Regions from separate parts of the Sus scrofa genome. Here regions 1 and 3 are each linked to region 2. The links are chromatin contacts, called in public Hi-C and promoter capture Hi-C maps. All regions are on one chromosome and are shown on one strand. Each heading gives the region's core, a stretch centred on a gene start, on an enhancer-like site or on the middle of the called end of the contact. The rest is flanking DNA. Distances are from core to core; before and after follow the strand shown. Region 1 holds the start of MICAL1 (F-actin-methionine sulfoxide oxidase MICAL1). Region 2 holds the start of SEC63 (translocation protein SEC63 homolog). Region 3 holds the start of CEP57L1 (centrosomal protein CEP57L1).

Region 1 (4,930 bases), core at 2,025-4,524, 1.4 Mb before region 2:
CAGCCAAGAGAGAAAGTTGGGAGTCATTCTTGATGGGTCCCTCCTCACCCCCACCCTAATCCATCCTCAAGTTATGTCAGTTTCACTTCAAACTAGTGGTCCACTTTTCCCACCCCAACTGCTGTACCATCACCAGGTCCTCTCGCCTGGACTCCTGCCAAGGTCTGCCTTTCCTCCCTCTCCCCAAGCTCTTTCTCCACCAGAAATGGTGATCTACCCAGCTCACCATAGTGCCCTTAGCATGAAGCTGAGGGCTCTGCTAAACGCATGGATATTGCATTATTAAAGCAAATATGAACAGATCTCTGCTCTGCTTACAATCTTTCTGCAGTTTCCCTCTACACTCAGAATAAAATCCCCAACCCATCTTCCCCTCAGGTCCCTTCCCCATTCTCACTTCTAGCCACACTGTCCTCCCCAAACAGAGCCAGCAATTTCCTGCCTTAGGTTTTGAGGCAGGCAGTTTCTCAGGCATGAAAGGTGTCTGCCTCTTCTCCCTGACTAATGTCTGCTCATCTGTCAGAATCCAGTGCAAGTGTCACTTCCTCACCCTCTAATCCCCTCAGACCCTCTAATCTCAATCAGGCCACCCTTTTATATCTGTCTACAGCACTCACACTTTGGACTCAACAGGTAATTATTTTTAGATCAAGAGCTGTGTCTGCCTAGTCACAATGCAGCCACAGCTCCTGACCCAGGACTGTGTGTGTGGTGTTTGAACACACTGACCTACAGGAAGGCCATATATAGGGTGGCTTAGAACTGTCACCTGCATTGCTAGGGATCTAGTTTCTGACTCCAGGCTCTAGGTGAGGTCAGGATGGCACTGCAGGAAGACAAAAATATGGTGTGGATTAGAAGAAAGGGATCCTGTCTTAAAGGCTCAAGTTTTTAAACCTAGGCCACTGCTGGCATGATTATTTGCAAAAACACTAGAATGGGATTCTTTTAAAACTGACTTCCCAATTATTTGATCCAGTGTGAATTAGCCAGTGTTTGTGCCCGTGTTTTTAGTTTCATATACACATGTAATATGGCTCATGATTCAGATAAGATTCTAATTAAGAAGAGAAATACTTGTAGACAATTATTCATTTAGCTTTATTAGAGGCCATTTTTTTTTTCTCTCTCTCTTTGAAGAAATTCTAAATAGAACTTGCTTTGGGCCTTCTGAACTGTACATTTCTTAGAGTCACCGACATTGAGTAATAGGAATTTAGAATCAAAATGAGTTGAAGAGGTTGAGTAATTAAACTGCCTCTATTTAGAGATAAGACTAAAGCATGGTGGTTGGTGACTTTTCAAGGTTACACTAAGTTCATGTGCAGCAAAGCTGGAATCTGACCAGATCGTCTAGATTACAAACCAATATACCCTACTCTTTTTGCTCCACTGTGTAGTTTTAATTAACATAAAGTGAAACTCCAAGTCAGCAGTTTTTTTAAGCACTGAAGAAGTCATTATTGTTCTGTGATCTTTTTTTTTTTTTTTTTTTTTTTGGTCTTTTTGCCATTTCTTGGGCCGCTCCTGCGGCATATGGAGGTTCCCAGGCTAGGGGTCGAATCGGAGCTGTAGCTGCCAGCCTATGCCAGAGCCACAGCAACGTGGGATCCAAGCCGCGTCTGCAACCTACACCACAGCTCACAGCAACGCTGGATCGTTAACCCACTGAGCAAGGGCAGGTACCAAACCCGCAACCTCATGGTTCCTAGTCGGATTCGTTAACCACTGCGCCACGACGGGAACTCCTGTTCTGTGATCTTTTTTAAAGACACATTTTAGCATCTGTCATTCCGAAAGCCATGTGACCTGGTTTGGCTGAGAGGGCAAGTCATTGAGTTAAGAGGCAGACCCTGCTGGGCCTTTGCAAAGGCACTAAGTCGGAGCAGCTGGTTATTCACTAATGAAAGAGAAATGGCATGAAAGCCTGGTAAACCCATTTAGAATGGACTTTAAAACCCTTCTTATGCTATGTATTTAAGTATGGGTGTGTCTGATATTTGGCAAATTGATTTCAAGCCAAGTGACTAGTCACACTCATGAGCTAGGACGGGCTCCAGTTTCCTGAGCCTGACCTGGCTGAATTCCCTGCCGCTCCTGGCAGAGAGCGGGCTTTTCCCCTTCTCGCTTGCTTCTCAGCTCAATCTGGGAACAGTGAGTATAACAAATCTTACTGGGTCTCAGAGAGTTTCCAGATGAAATGCAAAGTAAGAATAAAGATAAGGAGAGAGCCATAGGGACCCAGCTCTTTCCAGTCCCTGGATCTCAAGGAAAGGACCCTCCCATTCATTCCTGTTTCATTAGTGTAACAGTGTCACTTGCTCTAAACAAGAAACCCAGCTTCTTATGATGCCAGCCTTTCACTTGCCACGTTGGGTCAACACTGGATTCCAGATAGGCGTGAGTCCCGTACCAGCTGTGCCGCTTGCTGGCTAACTTGTTGTGGATCACAGAACCTCTGTGACCTCGGTTTCTTCTTCAGTAAAATGGGACTCTCGTGATCAAGATAACATTCATAGTAGATGTTTATTAAATGAGGACTCATGTTTTATTAACTAATGGTATGACCTTGAAAGAGTGTCTTCACTTTGGCGCTGTTTGCTTATGAGGAATACGAGGAAGTTGATCCCAAAGGTCTCTTTTCATCACCGACAGTTCCGTGTGTCCTTTCTCCATGGCATTCTTACCTACTGGGGAACTAGCCTTTCACCCACACACCCCTCCCACTTCCGCCTTTCGTAGTAATGGTCTAACACCGCCGTCTCCACCCCAAGACCCTCTGGCCCTCTCACTTCTGCCGCTGTGGAAGCTACAACTGCCGAGTTCCCGGAACTTGAATCCGTGCCCGTTGCCCGCAGCCGGGGTCTAGCGGCAAACTAGTTGTAGGGGAGACGGCCCCCGAGCGTGGGTTCATCGTGGGGCGCCCGGGCTGGCCGTGCATCTCCTGGTAGGAGAGGTGAAGAGATGCAGACGTGCCTATGGTCTCAACAACTTCGGCAAACTTCTCGCTCAGCCCGAGCGCCCTCTCCGCCCAGTGCTCGGAGACAGCCGAGGAGTAGGTACGGAGCAAGGGTGGGTGGCCTCGCCCACCCGGGAAGGGCTAACTTTGCCGGCGCAGGCAACGCTCCAGGATGGCGCCTAAGGCCGCTGGTGCGCCGTCGGGATCCGGGCGCCTCGGATCCCCGGCTTATCGGCCGGGCCAGGCCCGGGTCTCGGGCCCGAGAACGGAACGGAACGCCGCGTCAGCGGCGCCACGCCCTCCAGCCACGCCCTGCAGGCGTGGGCGGGCCCGGGCTGCCCGCAGCTGCAGATCGCCGGGTAATGAGATGCTAATGAGGCGCGAATAAAGCCTCCGCGGGTTGCGCGTCCCGTGCGGAAGCTCACACCCAGACTGAATCCACGGCCCCGCGCTGCCGGGGTGCAGTCCTGCAGTCGCGGCTTTTGGTCCGCGCCGCTCCACCTCCACTACCGCCTTCTCTCCGTCCCCGGCCCCCCACCCGCCCCGACTGGGACACCCGCTGGGCAGGAAGCGGCCCCCTCCGGGCTCCCGAGCCCCCGGTAAGTGCTCCAGCTGCGCGCCCGCTGCCTGCGGGGGCCCGGCACAGGGGTAGGGGTGCGCTTCTGGGGAAATAAGGCTCCCGGCGCTCGGGAATCCCGCCGGCCCGGTCCGGCCCGTCTCTCTGCACCCCCGCCCTTTTCAGCCTCTGTCCCGACTTTACGGTCCAGAGTGGGAATATCCCCGCCCTCCCGCCGCCAGTGGTCCTGCTCCCTCTCCATCCTTCCAGACCGCTCCATCCCTCCCACATCCTTTGTCCTGGCGTTTCCAGGTTGGGACGCCCCTCTCCCCACTTCTCTGAGGGGAAGAGAGACCTTTGCTGTGTCTGACACCCCCAAGAGAGACCTTTGGTCTTCCTGACGTCCCGTCCGCCCTCGTCCAGGTGACCTGCGGCAGAGATTTTAATCTCCTTCTGCCTGAGCCTGGCCCGCGGAGACTGGGACGGGTGTGGCGGCCGAGCAGGGTCAGGGGGATCAGCCCAAGGACATAACCCCCATCAGTGCCACCCACCTTCCTTACCTAACTCCCCTGTGGGCAACCATGTCCCCCGCTCCCTCCGATTCCTCCTGATCCCTGCGTGAGAAAGCCCTCTCTAACACCCCTCAAGTTGCGTGGGGACCTAAACGAGAGAGAAGGGGACAAAGGGAGGCCTTGTCTTCGGAATTCCTGGGAGAGCCTGGAGGGATGGGGCAGGGCATGGATGGGGGTGGGAGGAAGCTGGGAGGGACCAACCCTGCTGCCTTGCGCTCCCCCACCCCGCGCCCCCGCAAATCCCTCAACCATCTCGGCTGTGAGCGGTGGCAAGTCAGGGGAAGTATTTTGACCACAGTGAGTCAGAAATAGATCCAGTTGTGTGTCACTCAGTCAGATGCAACATCCTCTGCTGTTGGTTAAGGTAGTTTTGGTGATGGGAAGTGGAACCTCCGGAGGAGACTGTCTCCTCCCCCCAGGAAGCAATCACAAGCGCTAAAGTGCAAAACTTTCCCCCGGCATGTGACACACTCCACAAGCAGCGTGGCACTGCGTACATTGAGGGGCCCCAGGCTCAGGGCGGCATGGGGTGAAATGGGGCGGAATGTGTGCCTAGCAGCTGGGATGGCAAGTATTAGAGTCATCCCGGTCTGTTCTGCAAGGAAAGCTCTCCTCCTGGGCACCCTGCCCGCTCCACATCCGAGGAGTTCCTCACGACCTGCTTCCAGGGCCTCAGGAGGCAGAGGAGGAATTCCTGTCCCCTGGGCCCCAGAGATGGAGCAGGGCTTGGAGATTCCTGAACAAGAAGGCTGAGCTGGAACCTCCCTTCCCTGGCTTTCCAAGGGCCTTCTGGGCCCAGGACTGCTGATTTTTCATTTCCAAATTTGGCAAATTTCACTTGGA
Region 2 (4,595 bases), core at 497-2,996:
CTTGTCTCTTTTACTTCTTCTCTTCTAATATAGTCTTTGAAAGCTTTATACAGAAAAAAAATGAGGAGGGCAATGCAGAGAAAATGATTTTCTGAAATTTCCCTTCAAAATGGACATCCAAAAGGGAAGAGAGAATATATGTGAATACAATCTATTATGAAGGAAGTCATCACTGATTATGATAAATACTATTTTTGAGGACATGAAATAAAAGATGATGTGATTAGATTTCTCTTCCAGTAATGGCAGGTATATTGAAAGGAGCCTAGTAAATAGACTATATAGCCTTAAAATGTTTTAAAAATAGTGTTATATGTGGTATTTGTTTATATCATTATTTTTCTTTTGAAAAGCATTTTTACTATAGCTCTTTTTATAAATCCTCACAACCACTCTGTGAGTCGGGTGGGCCCTTCCTTTCGGTCTCCTGAGGGTAGATGGAGAAGTTGGGATAGGCCCCTGCCAGGGCTGCCGCGGGACAGTGGGGTCCTTCGCATATCAGGGCACCAGCCCTCCCCGCTCCCAGCTCGGCTGATACCGGCCTCTGGGATCTCACAGTCAGCGAGGGGAGAGGCTGCGGAGAGCGACTGCTCCCCCCGCGGTCCCTCCTCCAACAGCTGAGTCCTGCCCACCTTCTGCAGGGGCGGGGGTGGGGTGGGGTGGCAGCAGTTCTGGGGAGTGTAAGGGTCCGCGATGAGACGGTGGTCGTGGGCACTGGCTTTGTGGCGTCAGAGTGACTGGGTTTGAATTTGAATCTCCAGACCTTTTTTTACGGTGCCTGACTTAAGGCAGTCACTCAATTTCCTCATCTGGAGAGAGGACATCCTTTGATTTATCCCAAGGGGTTCACTGACTTAAAATAGTCAACGATTTAAAGCAATGAAGGTCTTAGTCTACTGCCCCTGCCGAAGAAAATGCTACAAATATTATCAGTTCTGGGATAGGTAGGTCACTATCTCTACTACTTTGGGGCATCTCCAGCTGCAAAATGGGCGCAATGTAGATTGCAGTCTTTTAATGGCACACATTACTTTGCCAACAATCAAACAAACCAGAGAAAAACAAAACCCCTCACCATCCCTCCTCTCCTTCCTGCTCTGGAGCCACTCAGTTTTGACACTTGTTTCCGGGATCTGAAGGAGCTGGATCCTAACCCAAGGAAATATTCTTTTTTACGTTTTTATTTTTTATTAAAGCCGCGTTGATCTACAATTGTGCCAATATCCCTGTACAGCAAAGCGACTCAGTCATATATAAATTCTTTTAAAAATATTGTTTTCCATCACGGTCTACCTCAGGAGATTGTATATCAGTAAACACTGTTATTAACTAGGAAAACAGAAAAGTGAGAAGGCAGGACGGGTGAGGTAGGGATGCCGAACAGGTGAGGCAAGGAAGCCTGAGCTATACTTCGAACAGCGGTGACCCGGACCGCAGTCAGGTGAACCCCGCACGCGTGGTTCGGGAAGCCCGGGATAGGACCCTCGAGACCATAGCGCGACCTGGGGAATGGAAACCGAGAAGGGAGCGAGAGGGACTCTAGAGGAAGGCAGCCGCGGGCCTCTAAGGGAGGAGCTACAGGAACTCGAAGGGCGGGGCTGAGGTTAAGGGGGCAGGGATAAGGGCGGGGCCTCGCGGAATTCTCCGGCTGCGCGCGCCACGTCTCCCTCAGAGAGCGTGTGAGGGAGAGGCTGGAGGGGGTGGAGGGGAGGGAAAAACCGAGAGGGGCGGGAGCTCTGTCTTCTCGCGAGATCGGGAGTCGGCAGCGGCGGTGGCGGCGGCGGTGGCGGCGGCGTGTCCGTGAGAGTAGCGTGGGGGCGGGGAGGAGCGGCGCCGGCGGCGTAGGAGCTACGCCACACCGGGCCGGGGCGCTGGGAGCTGGAGCACAGAGGGGGGTCGTGGCGGTGGCGGTGAGAAGAGGGAGGCGGAGGAGGGGGCGCCATGGCGGGGCAGCAGTTCCAGTACGATGACAGCGGGAACACCTTCTTCTACTTCCTCACCTCCTTCGTGGGGCTCATCGTGATCCCGGCCACATACTACCTCTGGCCCCGAGATCAGAATGCCGGTGAGTCCCGCTGGTAGCTGCCGTGGACCTGCGCAGGCCCCTCCGGCTCTTCTGGGCCGCGCGGCTTTTGCCCGCTCCGGCCCAGCCCAGTCCGCTGCGCTTGGGGTGATACCGCCCGCGCGGCCCGGCCTCGCGTCCAGGCGTCAGCCGCTGGCGGCGCCCGGGCTCAGCTGTGTTTCCCTCCGTGCCTCTCCAGGCTCCTCTCCACCCCCTTCATTGTCCTCCTCTGGAGTTTCGCTTTGCACCCTCTCCTCTATTGTTCTGGCGGCTCCTGGCAGCCTCGTCCAGTCTCTTTGTCTTCTATTCCTCGGCTTTTATGGGGGTATTTTTCTTTATGGAGGGAACAAGATGGCATAGGGAGGATGGGAACTGGAAGATGAGAGTAGAGAGTTGGCTACGGAGGAAGCCGAGCGAGCAGGCTCCACTCTGAACCCTCAGCCCACGGTCCCCTTTCCCCCACACCCCCGTTTGCCTGTTGCAGCTGTCGTTACAGATGTTTTGGGCACAGTCAGAGCTGGGTGGCATCTATAGGACGCCAACTGAGCTCGCCAGCCGCCCCTCCCCCCGTGCCTTTCCCCTATTGCCTTTTCATTTGTTCACTTACACTGCGGGGGTTGGGAGCAATGCTGTTATTCCCCTTAGCAAAAAAACAAAACAAAAAAACCAGGCTTTTCTCTATTTCCTTTTCTTTGGAGTTTCCTGTTTATGGCGGAAAAAGTGCAAGTATGAAGGAAGGATTAAGTCTATAGGTAGTTCATTTGTGAGGTAGCGGGTGCATTTGCTTTTAGTTCTAAATCTTTTCACGTTAAACAACATTGGATTAGAACACAGAATTATATAGATTCTTTTCAAGGCATTTTATGTTCGGATTGTTTGGATTCCATTTGTTGCACGCCGCTAGGACGTATGGCAGGTGATATTCTTAAAACTGATGCTGGAACTGCAAGGCCCTAATAGGTTGTTTTATGGTAGCGTTAACAGTAACGAGTAGGTTTTGAGTAAGAACAACCTTAGGAAGGTTTTCTTATTCACAAAAGCGTGCTAACTTGAATAAATACATTCTCTCAAGTTGGGTGTGGTGGTGGTGGGGTCTAGGTTGTCCAGCTGATATACTGTACTTTGGGGACATTGTTAACAGGGAAACATTAAACCAACTCAGAAACTTATTAGGCTTTAAGACATTCAGTGCTCTGTAAAATTCTTCATTTACATAATGGAACTAAATTAAATTAAATTTAGGATAAGTAATAACAAACGATTCCATCTTTTTATATATTTGACAGTGATTTTATCCACTAGGTGCCCAAAGTTGGAAACTTTCTTATTCAGTGGATAGTTTATGATAGTTGGATTTTGGGCTGTTGTGCCTTCTTTTTCTAAGTATATTTAAATTGTCTGGGTTTTTTGGATAGTGGTTGTATATAAGTGATGTAGTCTTAGTATCGTAATGGTTTTCTGTATCTGCAAAACATAGACTACTTTGGTAATTTTATTTCTGGTTAAAAGAGTGTATTTTTCAATATAGTAGTTTATTTTCACTTACTACCCATTTGTGTGTGTGTGTTGGTTGTGTGGAAGACAAAGGTATTGGGAGAGTAGGTAGGTTTGGTTAGAATGTGTTTTGAGAAGCTGCTCTGATTTCAGAAATTATTTTAATCCACACTGGATTTTTGAAACTTGAAAATCATATTTTCATGGTAGGTTTTGTATTACAAAATTTGCCTAATAACTTATAGACAAGTCATACTTGAGCCCTTTCAGCATATAGTTGGTCTTTGGAAGAGTGGTAGCAAATTAATACTTATTTATGTATTATGGACTTCAAATATTACTTTATTTAATCCTCTTAAAAACACAAGGAAGTCAGTACTATTATTATCATCTCCATCCTTACATGAAGAAACTGGAATTTAAAGAAGTTAAGTAACTTTGTGGTGTGGTGGAGACTGGTCGGCTTAGCTTCTAAGCCCTTTTTGTATATTCCATATTGCTAGACAGGATTAGGTGTTGATTTGCTCCTTCTTTACCTCTGGCTCTCTGCGTTGGACTTGCTTTAGTCTATGAGAGTGCACAGGTTGATGTATTTTTTTGGTTTTGCCCAAAATTGCATTATGAAAATTAAGGTGGATACTTAAATGCTCTTTTAATTATCATGAAAATTAGTGTACACCGCTTGGACTTTTTCTTGTGTATCTATCATAGTCACTTGAATTGTTTCTTTAGAATTACAGTGGTATTGGGAGTTCCCGTCGTGGTGCAGTGGTTAACGAATCCGACTAGGAACCATGAGGTTGCGGGTTCGATCCCTGGCCTTGCTCAGTGGGTTAAGGATCTGGCGTTGCCATGAGCTATGGTGTAAGTCGAAGACGAGGCTTGGATCTGGCGTTGCTGTGGCTCTGGCGTAGGCCGGTGGCTACGGCTCTGATTAGACTCCTAGCCTGGGAACCTCCATATGCCGCGGGAGCGGCCCAAGAAATGGCAAAAAAAAAAAAAAAAAAAAAAAAAGACAATAGAATTACAGTGGTATTGA
Region 3 (4,904 bases), core at 2,403-4,902, 1.1 Mb before region 2:
CTGCTCTCAAAATCCTCAGTGACCTCCCCATTACCATATGCAGTGATCAGTTATCCTTATCTCACTTGACCTAGAGCAGCATTTAACCTAACTTAGCACTCCTTTCTCCTCCACTTTCTCTTGGCTTACTCAAGGTTTTTCTCCGTTCACTGGCCATTCCTGCAGAGTCACAATTGCAGATTAACTCCAAATCAACCCAAACTCCATGGAGTACCTCTGTCTCTCATACCAACTCTTCTGTCTTTATCTACTATCAAAACACTACTATGAAATCAAAAATTATATCTATAGCTAGATCATTCCCCTCAGCTCTGAATTCATTTATCAAACTGTCTACTTCACACCTCTACTGGAATGTCTCAGAGGCATCTCAAACTTAACATGGCCAAACTAAACTCCTAATTTACTCCCACATCCCCATACACAAATCTGGAGACTTTGCCATGACATTAAATGAAAATTCCTTCCTTCCAGTTGCTCAAGCTAACTTGGAATCATCTTTGACTCCTTTACACTCACACCTGATATCCAATCTACCAGCAAATCTGCTGGCTATATTTTCATAATATATCCAGACCCTGACCTCTTCCATTGTTATCCCCCCAGCCCAGTACCTCATCATCTCTCACCTGAACTTTATTTTAGCTTCCTACTTAGCATCTCTGCTTCTACCCTTGCTTCTCCATGGTCTATGATCAGCACAATTAAAGAAGTAATCAATTTAAACAGTCAGAACATGCAACCCATCTGCTCAAAACCCCCTCCAGTGGCTTCCTATCTCCATCGAAAAAGTCAAAGTTTGGGAGTTTCCGTTGCAGCTCAGCAGGTTATGAACCTGACAAGTATCCTTGAGGAGGTGGGTTCCATCCCTGGCCTTACTCAGTGGGTTAAGGATCTGGTGTTGCTGCGAGCTGTGGCGTGGGTTGCAGATGAGGCCTAGATCCCCTGTAGCTGGGGCTGTGGCGCAGGTCAGCAGCTGCAGCTCCCATTTATCCCTTAGCCTGAGAACTTCCATATGCCCCAAGTTCGGCCCTAAAAAGCAAAAGAAAAAAAGAAAAAAAAAATTGTTCCTTCAATCACCTACAGGACCTCCTTCCTCTGTGATCTCATGTTATTCTCATCTCCTGCCACACTGCTATTTGTTAAATGTGGGCACCCAGAGGCTTTTGCACTGGCTGTTCTCTTCACAGACATGTTTCTCCTCCAGGCACCTGCACATTTACTCTTTCCCCTCCTTCAGATCCCTCATATGTTCCCTTCTTGATTAGGCCTTCTCTGACCTTATTTAAAAGAGAATCTTGCCCCTAAAACTTGCCACTCCACATTCCCTTTCCCCGCTGGTTCTTATTTTTCTCTGCAGCATTTGTCTTCACTTACTATATATGCCACATATTTATTGTCTATCTCTCCTTAGCACAATGGAAGACCTATGAGAGTAAAAACTTTCATACATTGTGCTCAATAGTATATCCTCAATGTCCCCTTATACAGTAGGTATTTGATAAGATATTTGTTCAGTGAACAAATGGATAAAAAGGAATATAAGAGCCAGTAACTGAAGAAAGGTCTCCACAGATAGGTGGACAGTGGTGTACTAAGTGAGGCTGGAGAGGTGGAAGGGACCAGATGACATAAGATGACATTTGTAAAGAAATTTTGCCTTTAAAAGTAGGACACACACTGAATGGTTTTAAGTGAAAATGTGAATCTGAATGGATTTGCATTTTGAAAAGATGATTCTGGCTGCTGTGTGGAGAACTAATGGAGAAAGGCCAGAGTGAATAATCACTATTTCACCATTCCTGGCAAGAGTTTATGGCAGTTTAGAAAAGACTGTGCTTATGTAGATGGAGGCAAAGGATGGATTTGAGGGATATTTGGGAGACAAAATTGAGAGTACTTAAAAATAATTTGGCTACAGAGGTATGAAGGACATTAGGAAATCAAGGATAATGCATAGGTTTCAAATTTTCACAAGTGCATGGCAGTGCCCTAAGTGAAATAGGGAACACTGGGAAATAATCAGATTCATAAAAGATACTGTTCATTTGGTTTTAGGCATGTTAAGTCTGAGGTGCTTTTGAGATATCCAAGAAGAAACACCATAGAGATGGGCATAAGAAAGCTAAAAGGTGAAGCTGGATGAAATTATACATTTAAGTCATAGGTGGTGGTGAAACAAAGCTAAAAGGTGAAGTTGGATGAAATTATACATTTAAGTCATAGGTGGTGGTGAAACCATGGCTATGAATGAGATCATACTCAATCACAAAGTAAAAAGGAGACCCACACTTAAGAAACTACCCTATCCTTTGTGGGTTGGACAAAGGAAGATGAGCCTCCCCCCACCCCAAAAGACACAAGAAGGAGTGGCTTTGTTTTCTGAAATCATACTCATAAGAAGGAAGTTCTCATTTTTTAAAATTCTGATTTAAACAAGCAACATTAGAATGTTCTAGGCTTTCCAAATTAAACCAATTCATCAGAACTCTGTTCAAGGATAGGTCACTTTCAGAAACTATCTGGAAAATTCATAGTACGTTTCTCTTTTCTGCTCTTTACTCTTTTCTCTTTGCTGTATTGTACATCAAAACACAAAAAGCTATTCCTCCTGAAATGTATATGATTTTGGCTTATTGCAGTTTCCTGAAATTACTATCTCCCTCACTCTTGGCCTCACCATATGCTGTTCTTTTGACCCTCTTTCCCTGAGATGAAGATTTCCCTGACTTTCCAAGACCGGCCTAAGTGATCTTTCTAGCCATCCTAATAATATCATATAGTACTGTATGTTTAATGTGTGTACTGTACTTTATATATGTATTGTATAATGTTTAACCATTAGTTTAACTAGATGGGAACTGTGCGTTTTCCACTTGTCCAGTACTTGGTTTTTAGAAACTAAGTTTTAGAAACGCATGTATTGTGCAACATGAAAAATTAAAACTAATTTGTTATCAGTCCAGTGATAGCCCTTCAAACCTCAACTTTTCTCAAGAAGAATGACTTCAAACAGCAATATGCAAACAAATTATTTAATCTTTTAAAATTACTAAATTTTAGAGATTTTTATAAGTCTTTTTTCCATATGGTATTCTTAAAGCCTGCAAATATTCATATCTAGGAACACGAGGGATTCTTTTCCCTTCAGTTTTGTACAAAAAGGATTTGACAACTCTCTTTCAAAGTGTGGCACAGGATTTCTTCTGCGCAAATAAAGCCTCAAACAATCCTATGCAATGGCAAACAAAGGTGCACTTACACAGGGATACTGAGTCCATCCCGCGTGAGCCCACCTGACAGAGCAGAAGCAGAGGTAGCACCGCGGAGCACTAGTTTCCACAGCATCCCTCTTGCCTGACCTTATGCAGCTCTTTCCGACCATCCATGTCCTCTCAACGCGCCCGCGGTCTTGGGCACTCGGACTAGTTCTTCCCACGTAGATTACTGATAGTCCCTGGACTAAGGAGTACAGCTCTAAGGAGACGGCTTCCTTTCTAAAATCCCACAGGAAATGGAGGAAGGAAAAATACTGTCAAAGGAAAAGTGTCAGCCAAGCCCACAGTGCTCACCAAGCCAAATCTCTCAGTCAAATCTCCGGCAGCGCTAGCCGTTGGCTCGCAGGGAGCCACAGGCAACGTCGCAGTGGCTCCCGGGAGCTGTAGTTTCTGTCTCAAACAGAACGCGCCTACAGCACCAGAACTACACTTCCCAGAAGTCAATGCGAGGACGCCCTGCCTTCTTAAATCTGGTGTTTGGCGCAATAAAGAGTTTCTATTTTTTCCTCTGATTTTAAATTTTGATTCGAGTTCTTCCAGGAGTTTATCTGTGCCCTCCTTATTTGCGGTTCTTGTCTCGTGTGTGATAATTTCGGCGTATTTCAACTTTTCGTTACCCCCGTTCAGCCCAAAGAAGCCGAACGTCAAGGCAAAAAAAAACCAAAAAAACCAAAAAACAAAAAAAAAAAACGCCCCCCGAGCAGATTCGGTGCCTCTTAAGGCGCATGCGCCCGGCCCACCGTTACGCATGCGTAGCAGCCGTCAGCGGTTGGCGGCCGCTCGCGGGCTCGGGGTCCGGAGGTAGCTTGTTGGAGGGCGGGGCTTTTTCCGATGGCTTTGCCTCAGCGGGTCGCGTCTGCTTGGGCGGGGAAGAGGGCGCAGGGGCAGGGGCAGGGGCGGCTCCTGGCTTGTGCCGGGCGGAGAAAGGGGAGGGGCTGGGGGTGAGGACCCCGTCTCCCCTCCCCGCTCCCGCCCTCTGGGCCGAGCCCCATCGATGGGGCTGGGCGAAGGGGCGGGTTCTGCGCCTGGGGCCCTGCCGCTCCGCCAGCTTCGCGGCCCAGCCCCGCGATCGGGGATTGCTGGGCTGCCCTGTGCCGGTTTGGGTTGGCCGGCAGTGGGCGAGGATACCGGGATTGGAAGAGAAGCAGCGTCAGCCCGTGGATTCTGAATCCGCAGAGCCAGAGACGCGTTCCTCCAACGCCACCACCGAGACAGAGGCTGCACGAGACTGCAGCCCCTGGGGAGCGCCAGGGTCTCTAGCCGCGGCGTCCAGCGAGCCAGGGTTCGGCGAGCCTTTCCAGCCAGCGCCCGGCCGGGCGGGAGGAGCTGCGGAGGGCGGGGACTGGTGCCGGAGGAGGGGCGGGGTGGGAACGCTCCCGAGAACACCGTGGCTGCACGGACAAAAAACACCGAGTGGCTGCAGAGCGTTCAACTGTATCCAGCCTTTTGGGGCAGAGCACGGATTTGACAGCTCCACGGCTTGAGGATATCCGCTGACCCCGAGAGACGGAGAGGAACACTTCCCCGACACTGTCCAGCAAAGCCAGCTCTGTAAGGTTTCAACTTTCCAACTTTTTTTTTTTTTTTTTTTTTTTTTGTCTGACTAGAAGACTGCTACTCCGGGTA

The links. Promoter capture Hi-C pulls out the DNA fragments that hold promoters and counts their contacts. A called contact is a pair of places that touch in the nucleus more often than the background predicts.
Region 1: a Hi-C map of liver shows a contact between it and region 2, with 5 times the contacts expected there. The contact joins the promoter of MICAL1 here to the promoter of SEC63 in region 2. A contact is called at or near these places in 2 of 47 Hi-C or Micro-C datasets (liver and skeletal muscle) and 1 of 2 datasets of contacts at active chromatin or transcription factors (alveolar macrophages).
Region 3: a promoter capture Hi-C map of liver shows a contact between it and region 2, with 4 times the contacts expected there. The contact joins the promoter of CEP57L1 here to the promoter of SEC63 in region 2. A contact is called at or near these places in 1 of 5 promoter capture datasets (liver) and 2 of 2 datasets of contacts at active chromatin or transcription factors (alveolar macrophages and skeletal muscle).

What each region holds. Positions count from the first base shown.
Region 1 is chr1:75,521,104-75,526,033 of Sscrofa11.1, reverse strand. MICAL1 (F-actin-methionine sulfoxide oxidase MICAL1) reads left to right here and starts at 3,274. Exons shown (of 25, transcript XM_005659375.3): 1 at 3,274-3,558.
Region 2 is chr1:74,075,756-74,080,350 of Sscrofa11.1, reverse strand. It overlaps SEC63 (translocation protein SEC63 homolog), which reads left to right and starts at 1,746. Exons shown (of 21, transcript XM_001925479.7): 1 at 1,746-2,065. The coding sequence starts at 1,942.
Region 3 is chr1:75,169,741-75,174,644 of Sscrofa11.1, reverse strand. It overlaps CEP57L1 (centrosomal protein CEP57L1), which reads right to left and starts at 3,652. Exons shown (of 11, transcript XM_021090896.1): 1 at 3,263-3,652. The coding sequence starts at 3,385. It overlaps SESN1 (sestrin-1), which reads left to right and starts at 4,271. Exons shown (of 10, transcript XM_021090855.1): 1 at 4,271-4,904.